2 separate regions of the Lactuca sativa genome follow, and region 1 is linked to region 2. A link is a contact called in public Hi-C data. All regions are on one chromosome and are shown on one strand. The core of a region is the stretch at or near the end of the contact, and the rest is flanking DNA. Distances in the headings are between cores, read along the strand shown. Region 1 holds the start of LOC111921861 (phosphoglycerate mutase-like protein AT74H). Region 2 holds the start of LOC111921863.

Region 1 (2,700 bases), core at 93-2,592, 230 kb before region 2:
AGAAGACTCTTAAAGTTAAACCATGAGAAACGATGACCAAGTTCATGTTCGGGCTTTGCTCCCCTGGTGGTTGAAATCTACCTATGTCAATATCAGTTCTTAATGTCTCCCGAAACCCTACACACAATTTCATCTTTCTTTTATATAATATGATGATGATGATAAATTGAATTGAATTGAATTTGTTCAATGGAGTGTATTAATTAACCTGTGATTCGATCATAGACATCTGCTGCGGATTCGCCGTTTGGAAAACGGTAGAAGAACCGACCGTATTGGACTCGAACTGCTTTCTGAATCTTCATCTGTTCTTGATCTTGGAAGTTCCCTTGCATTTTCATATTCAAACGTTCAATATAAAAAAAAGTGAATTCTTAGATTTAAAAAATCAATTACCGGAATATTATCCGTGAAAAAAAAGGTGTCCCTAAAAAACAAAAGGTATTTTATACTACTATATCTTTATTTTATTTACAATCTTCATATTATGCTATTCTTTTATAATACTATTAGTTTTTACAATATTAACCATAATTCAAAGTTAAAAAAGATTAATACTATAATCAAAGCCAAGGAAAGTGAGATTTAAGAATCGACTTGGATAATATGGTTGTACGGTACAACCACCAAAGCAACATGTGGCGGTTTGCAGTCCTGTCAAATTTATACGTGTAGAGAGATAGAGAGAGAGAGAGAGAGAGGGCGGGAGTAGGTGGATAAGGATAGGAGAAGCTCACCGAAATCCTGCTCTCGCAACCGCGGTTCTTCCCTGACGCCGGCGATTCTCGATCGTTGAAACGCAGTTCCCAAACCGCGAAGAGTCTCAATCGTTCTCTGATACGGCGAAACGTAAAAGTAAACCTTCCAATCATCAGCTCCATCCTTCTCAATCATCTCTCGTATTCTCACCCCACATTGCTCCGCCTCTTGTTTCCCTTTCTCCGTCAATCTAATTCTCGGATCTGCGACTCTCGTGTAAGCTCCTTCATCCACGTTTCCTTCACTCTGCCCGTGTCGCACCAGGATGATTCGTCGCGGCCGTGGAGGTTTCTCATTGGTGGCGTTGAGTGTCAGATTCTTCTCCGGGAAACAATTCTCGTCAATGGCGACTCTTCGTCGGCGCCCAATCGTGTCTTCACAGCACTTGATTATAGTCGAATATGGCGATGAAGATGCTGTGACAGACATGGTGGTACTGAAACCTCCGTATAAATGGAAGAAATGAGGGTTTGAAACTTTGAAGTTTTTATTTATTTGGGGACATATTCATGGCATCATGCAAGGCAAGAAATTTGATGAAATTTTGTGAGACTGGTGGTCAATCCATTCGTCTTGTTCACATCATGTATAGATTTTTTTTTCTTCAACTTGTTTTGTCTTATTATTAAATATTAAGTCATTGTATTTTGTTAACTTTAAAAAAAAATATTCTAAAACTAACTATAATTATTGATCATTCTATAAGAAATAACTAAAAAATAATTATTTTATAAAAATAACCACTTGTTTTCGAAACAAATGCAAAATGTACTTCGAAATAGGAGTATAGGTCAGCATGGTTATTGGTTAAGACATATTTTTAAAATTCAGTTTTGTTTTTTTTTTTAATATTTTGTTTTTACAATATAAACTCATTTTTTTTATTGTAATGTGAAAATATCTTCTGAAGTTCACACTACAAAGAACTTAAAATTTTTTTATCAGTTATCTTATTTTTTTTTTCATAAAAATATGGCTAATTTCAAAATATGTATAATATCAATTTATTTTGGTTCTGTAGTGAACAGTAATTGTTTGGTATATTATTTTTTGGCGGGTAAAATATAAAAAAGTGGGTTTTGCAGTGAATAATGTATTTTTCTATGGGGGCATTGCGAAATCGACAGTTGCTTTTGAGAAAATATGAAAATTTAGGCTGTATTTTAGCAAATAATTAAGAAAAATAGATGTACTTACATGTTTTTTGTGATATGGCAATTAAAACACTTAAATCGATCATCACATACATTTGCATAAGAAACATGTTTTCACTAAGTATGACTCTATAAATCCGTGGTTGAAACTTCAAACATATGGCTAAGACCCAGAGAATATTCAATATTGTGTAATCGAAGAGGGACCAGTTTGTCTTATCAAATTTATATGGCCGAATATTAAAATTCCTCATACATAAGTAAGTGATGAATCAAGTTTGGGCTTCTGGATATAACCCATCTTAATAACCCACTACCATAAGTTCTAAAAGACTAAAACCATAAGGCTTCTTTGTTTGTCTTTTTTTGTAAAGACTTCGTTTATTATTTATTTTTAAGTTTCGAACTAATAAGAAAGTTTGCACGAATTAAACTGTTTATTTGGAAGTATTCAAATATTGTTTTTATTTAAGTCGATATTAATGAGATGCTTACATGAATTATATGTAAGACAATGAAAATCAATAAATAGACATGTAAAAAGGGGGACACAGAAACATCTAGCAGCAGAGACACTATTTTTTTTCCCGATCAAATATAATAACATAAACCTGAAAAACGGGTTCGTTTTGGGCCGGGTTTGATCGAGATAGGACTAACCTATGAAACGCGTAACTCAAACAAGAAATAGTTTTTACTAAAAAAATAGTTTAAGCAACATTGAAGAAACCAAAACTTTAAACCAAAATAAAATATTTTAAGTTTGAAAAAGTTTGTAACCTCAACC
Region 2 (2,700 bases), core at 35-2,534:
CACTAACCTGGTGAAAGCCGAGTTCTTTGGTGAGTGGCACACCGAGCTCAGCCATACACGCCTGCATCCGATCGTCGGAGCCGTACAGTCCGGGATACCTCTGAATACACCGATCTTGCATCTTCTCCAGAGCTTTAGCTAAGGGATAGCTGATAGCAAAACCGCCGCCGCCGTACGCCATACCGTAGCTGAAGTATATGTTCTGGAGATGACTTTCCGACAAGCTTCCGATGTAGTAATATTGATTGTGATCGTACTTGTTCAAAACCCTAACAAGATTATCAGTAATGAACACTGTGTCATCGTCCCCCATTACAAACCACCTTACATTATCCATCCCTAATCGTATCGTCTCCGAAATAATCCTGGATATCCGAATCGCCGACCGGTGACCCTGTTTGTTCTTATAAGCAAAATGCGCGGTATCGCCGGAAATTTTTAACGGCGGCAGACCATCATCAGGTTGGGTTTTGACTGGGTTGTCTAACCACACAATCCCCCTCATTTTCGCCTCTTTCTTCCACCACAACTTGATGTAATTCTTCCGTTTCTCCCAGAGCTTTGCCGACGCTGCAATGCCAAAAACAATGTGTTTGAGCTCCGTTTTCTCCGGTGCAACGATCGCCGGCGTAAGCGTAACGTTCTGTGACGAAGCACGAGAAGAAAATATCAAATCATGTTCGCCACAAGGCAAATTAGGGGTGTTGAGAAGCTTGAGAGTGTAAACAAGGTAAGTTGCACAGACGAAAGAGATAAGATACAGCATAAGCTTGGGTAACCCACTGCCGACCCGATTTGACAAAATGGGTGATGTATTGTTCGAAGCGTGGGTTCTCATCTGATCCCATATGATCTTCTCTGAATCTTTTTGAACCAGTTTCATATTAGGGCCAGATTCAGGGCACAGAAGCGACAGATCTACGAAATCAAACCTAAACCGACAAAACCCACAACAGCAAAATTAAGAAATTAGAGTGAAAAGTTGAGGAAAATGAATTGGGGTTTTAAAGAGTAAAGTTTCTTGGGAGAGCATGCAATGGTGCCAGCTTGCACACTCCCCTGAATCAAGCTGAAGATGATGACTACAATCGGTTGATACGTATATGTATATACGTATATATGAGAGTATATCGAAGTATGTGCCGCGGTGTGTGTACAGAACTAGAGAGATGAAGAGGGAGGGGCTGTAATTTGTAAATTAAGGGGGTTTCACTTTCACATGGTGAAGATACAGAAGAGAGGGGTGCTTTGATGTGAGAGGGTTTTGGTTTGCAACGGAAATCAGCACAGAAACAACTTATTTTATATTAGGAGTATTATTTTATAATAATAATTTATAACTTATATTATATTATATAATAATGCTATTATAAATAAAAGTATATAACAAAAAAAAAAAATTCCGTTTCTTTCCTATTTATTTACCTATTAAGTTATGGTATCCACTAATTATCTTTATTAATTATTTATTTTGATTTTAATATTTGTTTTGATTTAATGACTAAAAATAAAATAAAAGAATATCTGATTTCCCAATATAAAAACAATAAAAATATTGAGTTTTATTCGTTTAAATACAAATATCTATCTATTTGATTCTTAAGATGGAAAAAGTCTATTCATTTCATCTCTTTCAATCCAAATGCTTTATAATCATCATATCAATATTTTTTTCAGCTCTCACTTTCAAACGTCTCCCTAACATAATATATAAAATTTAATCTCTCTCAAATCATACATTTTGATACAGTTAATAATACATATGATACAAATAGAAAGAAAGGTATCAATGAGGGAGCAAGGGTTCATATTTCATAAAGTTGATTATCCCTTAACTTGTCTATTACTATTAAGGCTGTTGGGAATGGACAACATGTTATTATATATTATCACATTAGTTTATAACCCGTGTGAACCACGGTTATACAATTAATTAAACTTTTAAAATAAAAGTTAAAAATTATTAATAAACTATTTTAAATAAATTATTAATTAAGAGATTTTTTTTAGTTATATAAATTTTAATCATTGATTTAAATAAATATATGAAATTATATCACTTTATTATTTATATTAAATTTATTTTAATTTTTATTCTAATGTTATTAATCTAATGTAATTAGAGTGAGAAATTTAAAATTTGAAATTTGAAATGGATAATCAATAGGTTTATAAATGACATGCATTAATCAATCCCTATTCTAATAAATGAATACTTTTAATCTCCTTTTGTCGTGTCATTCTAATACAACCCCACATTAATATTATTCCATGTATCATGTAGATATATTAGGCAACTCATTTCAAAATTCAAATTTATATTTTCTAATTATATTTTAAATTTGAAGCTATAATAACTTTAAAATTTTCATATATATCTCTTAATTAATAATTTATTTAAAATAATTGATTAATAATTATAAAATTTTATTACAAAAGTTTAATTAATTTTATAACCTGTGGTTCACACAGGTTATACACTAGTAAATATAATATGGCGACACACTTTTGTTAGGGGACTAATAAGATGACACGTGTCAAAAGGAAAATAAAACTATTTTTTTATTAGATAGGGAGATCCAAAGTGTCTACCTCATCATCCTACTCATACTTTTGGTGTTATAACACACAAGGTGGAAATGGACAACACCAAATAATATGTAATAACATCTATCATTTTCTATTTAATTTTTTTTTTTT

Evidence for each region. A called contact is a pair of places that touch in the nucleus more often than the background predicts.
Region 1: a contact with region 2 is called in a Hi-C map of leaf, with 7 times the contacts expected there. The contact joins the promoter of LOC111921861 here to the promoter of LOC111921863 in region 2. A contact is called at or near these places in 3 of 4 Hi-C or Micro-C datasets (leaf and seed).

What each region holds. Positions count from the first base shown.
Region 1 is chr6:8,403,033-8,405,732 of Lsat_Salinas_v11, reverse strand. It overlaps LOC111921861 (phosphoglycerate mutase-like protein AT74H), which reads right to left and starts at 1,342. Exons shown (of 4, transcript XM_023917434.3): 1 at 738-1,342; 2 at 209-328; 3 at 1-117. The coding sequence starts at 1,188.
Region 2 is chr6:8,174,800-8,177,499 of Lsat_Salinas_v11, reverse strand. It overlaps LOC111921863, which reads right to left and starts at 1,284. Exons shown (of 3, transcript XM_023917436.3): 1 at 8-1,284. The coding sequence starts at 883.